2 separate regions of the Capra hircus genome follow, and region 2 is linked to region 1. The links are chromatin contacts, called in public Hi-C maps. All regions are on one chromosome and are shown on one strand. The core of a region is the stretch at or near the end of the contact, and the rest is flanking DNA. Distances in the headings are between cores, read along the strand shown. Region 1 overlaps LOC102172278 (ubiquinol-cytochrome-c reductase complex assembly factor 1). Region 2 holds the start of GDF5 (growth/differentiation factor 5).

Region 1 (5,322 bases), core at 1,716-4,215:
TTGCCAATTGCTGCTCCTGTCTGAGGGCGGGTCCAGTCAACAGTGTGAGCCTCAGAGTTCTCTGTGGGTGGGGTCCTCTGGCCACACTGCCTTCTTCCCGGCTCTGGCAGATTTGAAGAACGGTCAAACAGAAGTCCTGGCTTCTGGGGTTCTCTACCCTTGGGTCTGAAGAGCCCTAGTATGTAATTTTTCCAGTGATCACCCAGCTGGGCCTGCTGGCCCTGTCTTCTCCTCGGGGCCAGAGCCTGGTCTTCCCTTTCCTGGCTGTTGGAGGCTTGCAGGCCATGGACACAGGTGAATAAGGGAATGACTGTGAGGTGAGGCCCCTTCAGGTCCAGGGGCCAGGCCCACAAAGCAAAGGTGTGACTCATGGGACAGGCTGAGCTGATGAGCTGTCTGGAGCAGCTGAGCCTCTAGTGGCCGCATGAATCACCCAGCTGTGCAGCCTGACTCACTGGGCGACCCTGGAAAAGCCTACATGTGCCTCTTGCCTGACACTCAGCTCCCTCGTCTCTAACATATGGATTTCTCAGCAATACAGAATTAGGGGGCAGAGAGAACAGGAGTGAACTCTCCCTGGACTCAAGGGAAACTATGTAGTTAAGCAGTCCTCACTCGAGAGCTCTCTCTTGGAAGCTTTGGGAGCCCTGGGCAGCCAGAGGAGTGAGGGATGAAGTGGGGGAACCCTGCTTGACGACAGGTGGCAGCACCCAGTGGGGAGAGGATCATGGGATGCTGTCTGGAGCCCAATTCTGCTAGAAGCCAGGGGTTCAAAGTGGGCCCAGGAGGACTGCTGGGACAGGGAAGCTGCTCTGCACCCCCGGCTGTGGCTTTACAAGCGGACTGTGTGCGCCCAGGATCCAGCATAGCCCTGGGCACACAGCAGACAGCAGAGTGTGTGGTGAATGAACACCTGCAGGTTTATGAAAGCAGCAGGCCACTCTGCCCTTGTTCTTCTTTTCCTACTCCCCGCCCCCTGACCTGGCTCATGACTGGATGCAAAGAAGGGGCTCTTTTTTTTTCTGGGGAGGGGGTCAGTGAAGTAGAAAAGGAGAGCCTTATTGCTTTGCCAGGCAAAGAGAGACACGTCAGGCTTCTGCCTCGAAAACCTGTGTCTCCCAGAAGACGCTCTTTGTCCGTGCCCGCTGCTGACATGATTTGGTCAGAATTCCCTCAGACTGGAGTCTGGGAACTCAACCTCTCATGACCCTCTGAAGTCCAGCACCCACAGACCTCAGGAAGGACCTGCTGTCCGGGAGACTCTGGAGGGGAGGGGAGGGGCTGCTCACCTGTTTCCTCACATACTCTACCAACAATTCAAGTTGCCGAGGGTCTTCGCATTTCTGGTTGAAGAAGGTTCTCCAGAGGGCGGCTGCCAGCCCGCGGTCATCTGAAAGGATTCCCTGGAACACACAGCACAACTGGTCTTTTGGGGTGAACGGCAGAGCCAGGAGTCAGAAGCTGGGGATATCGCAAACATGCGAGCAACCCTAGGATCGGCTCAGAGGAAACAGGGCAAGTGCGTGGCAGAGCTGGGAGGGGCCTGAGAGGGCACGTGGCCTCCCCCTTCATTCAATACAGAGGAAGAATGTGGGACCCAGAGGGGCCAAGCGGCTGGATAAAAAGGTGGAGGCAGAGACGGGGTCGTGTCTGATGGGCCCTCCTGGGCCACAGCTGCCTACAGCACTGCCAGGCCCAGCCAACACCCGCAAGGAGAGGTGGGAGCAGCAGCAGTTCCAGCGCCGTCCACAAGGAATGGATTCCCCGTATTGTGAGTGTACGCTTCCTCCTAAGAACAGAGTGTTACAGGTTTTCCTCTCCTGGTCCAAGGACACACATCTGCACAGCAACTAGGTCTTTGGGGACGGGAGCCCAGCACCTTGGCCTCCCTGTCACCCAGCTCTGGGGTGGCCCGGCCTCCTCCACAGCAGAGGAACAGGCTGTCCGGCAGGACTGCCACGGGCCACAGGGGAGTGCTCAGAACCTGTGTGTGCCGACCATCGGCTGTCCTGGCACAGCAGAGAGCACGCTGTTGGGAAGCCCAAATATCACAGAGGCCTGCATCATGGACTAGGGCCATGTTCTAGCTTGGAGCTCTGAGGAAGGAGAGGAGAGGGTCCTTCTTCCTGAGCAAGGGTGACTGAGGGACAGGCCCTGAGAAGTTGCTCTGTCCAGGTGCCAAGGCAGCATGTGGAACCAGAGGAAGTGCTGACTGGGCCTTGGAAGTCAGCTAGAAGGCCAGATCTTATCCTGGCCCTGTCAGTCCCCAGCTCAGAGATGGTGGGCAATTTATTAAACCCAAGTCTCAACCTTCCCATCTGTTAAACAGAGACTAAAATCCCTGCCCTCCTTATAGCACCTTTGAATTATAAGAGAGAACATAAAGGTGTTTTGTGCAGTGTGACACGAAGATTAGGCTTCGGCGTGCAGCTGTGAACAGAACTGAAGCAACAGTGGGATCTGGGGATCGGACAGCCCGAATTCAAATGGCAGCTCCGTCACTTGGCAGCTGTGTGCCCTTTGGAAAGCCACTAGCTCTTCCTGATCCCTGGTTTCTCATAACCTGAACGACCAAAATAACACCTGTGCCACAAATTAAGAGACAATGGTCATGAAAGGCTCTATAAGTGGTAAGGACATTACACAAAGAGCCAGGATCACTTATTCGATGTCCTGCTGTGGTCAGACCCCCGGGGCACTGTGGTACCTGAGGTTTGGCCTTAGGTCTGCTGCCAGAAGGGCCATGTCCAGTAGGGAGTACGGGCAGTTTGAAGGAAAGACTGTTCACCTGTCTCAAATGCCCCCTTGCTAAACACCCCTACAATTCCACAGCTTAAGAGACTGTCCTGGCACAATGGCTGAGTCGGGAAAACCAACTTCTTCCGGCAGATGGGGACAGGAGCCAAGAACAAGCTCGGGCACATCACCGTTCTCCAAGCTATTTGCTAACACAACAGCCTGCCTGTGTCTGAAGTGCCCTGGGCACATGCCGGAGTGCTGCTGGCAGCAACTCATGTGTGCTACACGAGAGGGAACAGGAGTGGGAGCGAGTATTATGAGGACTTAGAAAACGAGCCCAGAGCACAGGACAGCAAAAGCCCCCGGAGCCAGGGCCTGCCGCAGACAGCCTCGGCGATGGGCGAGATGGCTGGGAAGGGGCAAGTCTATAATCAACTAGGAGGAAAAGGATGACTCAGAACTCAGATTAACAATGATAGCAACGTGACTGGTCCAGACCGTCAAGAGTTTCTTGCCACACCTGGCTCTGATGACCAGGTGGAAACTGTTACCCTGGCTGGGAAGATAAGTGCACTCAGAGGTTCTCAAGCGAAGGTGGTTGATGTGAGGTCACGGGATGGCGCTGACCAGCTTGAGTCAGGACGTGGTGGCTGGCACAGAGCAGGAGCACAATACAAGCGGCTGAATAGCTCAGCGAGCCCCATTTCAGCCCTCTTCCCACCACAATGTTAGTAAGCTGAAGACAAATGGGAGACTGGTCTGAGGGAGGAAGCAGGAAAAAAATGGGTGCCTAGAAGGCAAAAATTAGTTTGCATAATAGTTTTCCCACAGTCTACTAGGATATCGACTTGTTTTCCCTCACGAAACAAAAAAAGCATCCTTCCAGAAATTGAGATGCCTAGGTCTAGAGGAACTGAGGGGAAGCCAACGGCCCTGGAGGACCCTGGAAGTAGGCTAGTGGCCCAGGGGCTGGGAGGAGCGGAGAATAGAATAGTATTTATTATTTACTGGGCACAGAGTTTCTATTTGGGAAGATCAGAGAAAGTTCTGGAGACGGCTGGTGGTCATGGCTGCTCAACGTGAATATACTCAACGCCACTAAAATGTACACTTTAAAATGGTAAATTTTATGTTATATAAATTTTGCAATAAAAAATGAGACAGATCTAAATGTCATTAGGTAGGACATCCAAGATATATTGCTCAGTTAAAAAAAGCAAGTTACAGAATGGTGAGCACAGTATAACTTTCATTTGCATAAAGAAAACAAATCCATAGGTGCTTGTGTATGTACAGGTAACATCTGTAAGGACACCCAATAAACTATTAACAAGGTTTTCCTCTGGGGCAGGGAGCTGGGCAGGCAAGAAAGGGGGCCTTCTATTTTCTATTTCAACCATTTAGGCACAGTTTCATGAATTTTCAAATGAGTGTGTACTGCTTTTATAACTGAAGCCCCCAAAAGTGTGTGACTTGTCCGGCAGACTGTGCTGCTGATATGGGCGTGCCTTCTTCTCTCTGGAGCATCTGGGGCTGAGATATTGACCCATCTGCCTGTGTCCCTTCATCCAGCACCCCACAGGCACTCAATAAATGCCGGCTAGTTGAATGATCTGACCATACTACGTAGTGCTTTCTTTCTCAAGTACTAGACAAACTTCTGGGCACATTCATTCTGGTTGCTGAGTCAATGAAGGTGAGGAAATAGTAAAATACGAAGTAACACAGTAAAATAATGGCAGGCAGTGACGACGGCCCCTGAAGCTTCTTTCAGAAGTTCTCATCAACAGCCTTTGTTGGGGGAGGCCACTGTTCTGTCTGAGGCTTGGTAAACCATCTTACCTCATCATATCCTAAGATTGCGGCATAGAAATTATTTGTCATAAGCATCATGTTCTTCTTCAGGATATAGGAATTAACCTACAGAAACAAAATGGCAAAAACAAAAGTATAAAATAAAGGAAAAAAACTATAAAGTATGGTTTTTGGCTCCTGACTGACACAGACAGCAGAACTGAGAAAGAAGGCTCCTAACAGGTCAAACTCCTGCCCCATCCTCCTATTTCCCTGCTCTGTTGGGATTCTCCCCAATTTGACAACTTCTTTTAGACTTTGGTCCTGAATTATACAAAGCAGTACTCAGTTTTATGAACTAAGCCCCGACTATGTGTCAGGCTCTGTGCTGGATCCTATGAACACAAAGAAAAAGAAACGGCTTCTTGACTGGAGAAGCACATTGTCTAGTAAAAACAGACCTGTATTAATAAAAAAAAAAAATCACACTGCAACATGTTACCTCAAATTCTATCCCCAAAGTGGGGAGTGATAAGTAAATTTTAGTACAAATGGTCTCTGCTTGGGGCAGGGGAGGGGGGTGGTGCTGCTGGGAAGTTCTCTAAGGAGGCGATGTTTCACTGGACCTCAGAGGAAGAGGAGTCTGACGAGACAGCTAGCGGGTAGGAAAGAGGACATTCGAGACACAGGGAATAAGCTGTACAAGGTGCAGGGGCAGGAAAGAAAATGAGGAAGGGTGAACGGGCAGGAACAGAAAGGAGTCTGCTGCAGCGAAAGCACAAGCAAAGT
Region 2 (5,161 bases), core at 2,481-4,980, 110 kb after region 1:
GTTCTTGCTGGGTCGCTTGCCCTGGCGCGTGGCCAGGGGGGCCCGCCGCTTTCGCCGCTGGCTGAACAGGTACTCATACACAGTCTTATCATCCTGGCCAGAACGGGCCTTGATCTCATTGAAGAACAGGTCCCGTTTCTTGGTGCGGCCAAACACCAGGAACAGGGCTTTCTCGTGGACCTGCCTGGCGGCGCGGTCAAAGCCCAGGCTACGGAGGTCCATGGCCCGGCCCCGTTCCCAGGCCTCCAGCTCCAAGCACAGCTGGGCTGAGTTCTTAAAGCTTCGGAAGAGCTTCCAGATGTCGAACACCTCCCAGCCAGAGCCGTCCAGGCCTGGCACGGAACGCACATCCAACAAGGCTGCCGGCTGCCGGCCGCTGGGGCAACTGGACAGCTTCAGCTGGGCAGCCCGCCCGCTGCTGGGGGCCACTGGCTTGGCCGCGTCCAAGGGCTTCTTCCGCAAGATCCGCAGCTCAGCCCCTAGTAGCCCATCCTTCTCCAGGGCACTAATGTCAAACACGTACCTCTGCTTCCTGACCGCGGGACCTCGGTCATCTAGAGAGAACACCCAGAAGTCATTGTCCGCAGGCTCACCAAGGGAGCCAGTCACCACGCAGCCTAGGGGAGGGCCACGGCTCTTTTCCCCAAAGAGAGCTCTCTTTAACCTCTTCCCCACTCCAACAAAGGCCAAGACCCAAATCATGGAGAGCGTTTTCCAAAATAAGGGAGCTTCCCACACAGTCAAGATCTATAGATGTGACTGTGGGGGATATGAGTGATTCTGGGTGTCTGTGTCAATGACACGCTTAGCAGAGGTCCCTCAGCCTTAGAACTGCCTTCTGTCTGTCTCTCTCCCATCTGCTATCCAGTATGATATCTCTTTGGTAAGAGAGGCAGGGTGATCATTATAATCACCTCTTCTGTTTTTCCAGAGGAGGAACTTGAGGCTCAGAGAAGTTAGGTAACTTGCTCAAGGTCACCCAGCTGGCAAAAAGCACGGTTGGAACTCCAGCCTAGAACTTGTTATGCCTGATCCTGAGCTGCTTCTACTGTACTATGCCTTAAAGAAGATCTTAGTGCTCTTGTTTCACAGATGAAGCACAGAGAGGGAGAGTGACTTGCCTAAGGTCACACAGCAAGTTAATGACCAAACTGGTCTATGATCCAATTTTCCTGGCTAGTCTAATGATTTGTGGTGTATGTTTCTTACTCTGCTTGGTATGTGAGTGTGTGTGTGTGAATGACAGTTTGTGTATATATATGTATGACTGGGTCCACATGTGAGTATGGAAAGTAATGCATATTTGAGTGACAGGTTATATGCATGTATGATTGAGCTTGTGTGACTATGTGAAGGGTATGTACGTATTGGGTTGGCCAAAAAGTTCTTTTGATTTCTTCTATTAAATGGTACAGAAAACCCCAAAAAAACTTTTTGGCCAACCCAATATATGTGTCTGTATATGTGTAAGAAAGTTCTGTGTGTATATGTCAGGCGAGCGTGTGCACATTGTGTATGTGTGTGTGTGAGTGTGATTCACCATGTATGTACAAACATAAGGCTCTGCATGTGTACAAGAAGCTCAGTGGTATGTCCAAATCACACGCCCTCCTTCCTAAATACCAATTTGCCATTGGGAAGCACTCATAATATTGCTCTAGAAGGGGACTAATTAGGCCTTTAAACTCCCCACCTCTCCCCCTCCAAGCTCCCTCAGAGCTGGGGGGCACAAGGACTTACTTTATGATTCCCCGAGGGGTCACAGCTTTCTCTGGCTGGGCAGGCAGCCAGACCACCTCCCCCACCTCAGCAGACCCGTTGCCTCTGTGCCTCCCCCGCCCTCTGTCACTCCCCCACTGGCCAGCTCTAATGAGGAGCCTCTTCCCCTCTCTGACCCCTCCCCCACCCTGCCAGCCAAAGTCCCAAGACTCCCAGAACCAACACACACGAGCTGCCAGCAACCCTAGCCATCAGGTCAACCTCCTTCTTCACTCTTATGGATAAACTCAGGCCCTGAGAGGGGAAAGGACTTGCTGAAATCACATGGCAAGTTGAGGGGACAAGGAGGGCAGAAATGTGAAATGAGGGGAGCAGATTGTCTCCTGGGTTCATGATAAAAAGTGATCTGTGTCTAGGACAGGACATAAAGTTTTCATATTGGAAGGGCTCTCAGAAGTCACCCCATCCAACCTCCACAGAGTTGTACTGATGGGGAAACTGAGACCCCAGAGGGAGAAGGGGCTGTCCCAAGGTCACACTGTGAGTTAGAGCCCAGGTCTGTTGTTCACCCCACCCCATATATCTGAAGATAATTCCCTGACTCCAAGATGCCTCATTTCCTGCCTTCACCTGTCTTACCTTCTCTGCCCCCTTGCCTGAAGGGAAAGTGGCAGAACCATGGGCTTCTGAGATTCGTTTCTCTCTCTGCCATCCAAGAAAACCTACAACCCTGTGCAGCCTAGAAAGTCTGACCAACTCAGTAAGAACAGAGTGTGGCCTGGTAATTAAGAGTTTAAGAGGCTGGTCCTCAATTCTGCCACCAACCGGCAGGGCTTGTCTCCTTCCCAGGCTTCAGGAACCCCCTCCACATCTTGCAGGAATTGCACTTGGGGATCCCCAGGTGCCATCTGGCTCTGACATACCAGCAGCCTGGGACCTGGCGTGGGTGAGGTTAATCCCAGATACCGCCCCGGGCCAGAAGCACACACCATCTCCCCCCAGTGCAGTGTCTGGCCTCTAAAACCCCCTCCATGCATGCAGATGCCCCTCCCTCTGAGCTGTGCCCCGGCCACCCCGCCCCCTCACCTTGCCCTTTGTCAATAAAGCTGGTGATGGTGTTGGCCAGGCCAGCCTCCAACTTCACGCTGCTGTTGCCTCCCTTTCTGTCAGCATCGGACAGCGTCCTGTACAGCGAGAGCATGTACTCGTGGGGCGTGATGGGGGGCGGGCGGAACGGCTCCTTGGGCTCACGCGGGGACCCAGGCTCCCTGGCCTTCTTCAGCAGGAAGGGACTGGGGACAGAGCCTGCCTTTGAGGGTGCCTTCCCCCCAGGAAGCTGTCCTTTTGGGGTCACCGTCCGCGTGGCCCCCTGCCTTGTCTGGGGAGGGTGTCCTGGCTTGGGTTCAGGGCCACCCGATCTGGAGGGCAGCTTTTTGGGTTCATCCTTCTTGGGCTGTGTCAGGCCTCCTGTCTGCCCAGTGCCCCCCTTGGCCCTGGCATTGGTGGCCCCCCCACCGTAGCTGTGACCCCCTGGCCTGAAGATGTTCTGGGCCAAAGGGGGTCTCTCCTTGGCTTCTGCTTTGGCCAGTCCTGGCCTGGCCCCCTGGGGTCTCTGGCCCAAGTCAGGGGCACCCAACACAGTGCAGATGAATTCCAGGTCCAGCCAAGCCAGGTGCCAAAGCAAGAGTGTGAGGAGTTTGGGGAGTCTCATCCTCTGGCCAGCCGCTGAATGATGCCCAAGAGAACAGCGGCAGCAGCGAAGGTGCCTCTGGTTTGGCAGGAAAAACCATGAAAGGAGCGGACCCTCAAAAGCAGCGGCAGCAGCAGTAGCAGCAGAAGGAAGGGCTTTCTCCTCAGTCTGAGACTCTTGAAGTCTGCCGGGTATGTGTTTGTATCCAGTCCCATAGTGGAAATGCTCTCCTATCCAGACGTGCACCGTCTCCAGTCAGCAGCTGAAAATAACTCGTTCTTGAAAGGAGAAAGCCGACCGCCCCCTTTCTCCTGCACAACTGACCGAGGGCCTGAAGGAGGCTTGTATAAGGCTCAGGGATTTTTCCAAGAAGGAAGAATGGCGTAATGCTGCTAACTTTTGAATCCTTTCCAGTGAAAATACACACACTCGCGCGCGCGCGCGCACACACACACACACACACACACACACAAGCCTGCAGGTGCTCAGAAAAATCTTTTACAAACCTGAACTCAGGAATTGGAAACGGAATTCCAACCCAAACCAATTTAATTACTCTCTGATGTCATGCTGTCTAAACTCATTTAAGTGTGATATATTTATGTGAAAAAAATCACCGCTGCCCTCTGAGGCCATGGCTCACGGGGGCTCTTGGCACAGAGCCCCGTGGGGGGATTCTAGAATGGAGCGGGGTGGTGGGGGGAGACTTTCAGTCCCATGGAGCAGACTCTGGGGTCTTCACCTCCACATCACGGCCCACCCCACCTTCCCAAGGAGAGATGCTAAGGAATAGATTCAAAGATCTTAAACCCCAGAGGCATGAGAGTGTGGGTTTTCAGTTAAGTCCTTGGGGTGTTTTTAAAGCAACCTTCACATCTAGTCTGGGACCTGTTCTGTTGTTGGTGTCGGGGGTGGGGGGGAGGGCAGCACAGATGGCAGAATTCACCCACAGTTTCTTTTATTTTAATAAACTTGTGGTGACCCAGAGCCAGAAAAATATCGGTACCCACTACACCCCTCCCCCAAATGCCACTGACTGAGCTCAGATGGTTTCTCCAGGCTTTGGGGGGCGCCCCCGAGCCCACTCCTTGGATGGAGACACGTCCAGAGTGTCTATACCTCACCGCCACCCCAGCAAAGACAGGCTCAGTTTTGTTGTGAGGGACTGGCTGAGTCCCAGATGTGGCAGCCCCAGCCTGGGGCAGCAGCGGCCCCTGCAGGAGGCAGGAAAAATGATTCCCACACAGTGCTTTTCTGGTATTAGTAGCTCTGGAAGAAGTCTGAACTCCAGCTGGCTCAAGCGGGGAAACTGTTCCCTTTACCTGGAACATCCTCCTTTTACTCCCACGACAGGAGGAACCTCTTATCCTGAGAGCTTCAGCTGAAAATTCACCTCCACCAGGAAGCCTTCCCAGATCCCTAAACAGAACCAATTACCCCTTTTTGAATATTTCACTGCAACAGACTGTGAGAGAAATAGAAGTGGCAGAAGCAGTCATCAGGTAGGCTTCCTTCTTTCTTTAATTTTTATTTTTAGCCCTGCCTTGTGGCATGTGGGATCTCTGTTCCCCCACCAGGAATCAAACCCGTGCCCCCAGCAGTGGAAGCGCAGTCTTAACCATTGGACCCCCAGAGAAGTCCCTTTATTTTATTTATTTTTTAGGCTTCTTTCTTAACCCTAGATTCTCTGAGCCTGCCTGATAGAGATCTGTTTGTACTCTGAGGTCACCAGATTGGTTTCCTAGCACACCT

What was found. A called contact is a pair of places that touch in the nucleus more often than the background predicts.
Region 2: a Hi-C map of liver shows a contact between it and region 1, with 4 times the contacts expected there. The contact joins the promoter of GDF5 here to the enhancer-like site in region 1. A contact is called at or near these places in 2 of 5 Hi-C or Micro-C datasets (blood and liver).

The regions. Positions count from the first base shown.
Region 1 is chr13:64,147,811-64,153,132 of ARS1.2, forward strand. It overlaps LOC102172278 (ubiquinol-cytochrome-c reductase complex assembly factor 1), which reads right to left. Exons shown (of 10, transcript XM_005688494.3): 8 at 4,582-4,659; 9 at 1,290-1,403. Among named protein-coding and RNA genes, the nearest start is that of FAM83C, 18 kb to the left of the region's middle. Within about 2 kb of position 2,966, at least 4 of the 5 cell types and tissues checked have an H3K27ac peak or open chromatin away from gene starts, as enhancers often do.
Region 2 is chr13:64,253,038-64,258,198 of ARS1.2, forward strand. GDF5 (growth/differentiation factor 5) reads right to left here and starts at 3,731. Exons shown (of 2, transcript XM_018057760.1): 1 at 2,806-3,731; 2 at 1-554. The coding sequence starts at 3,430.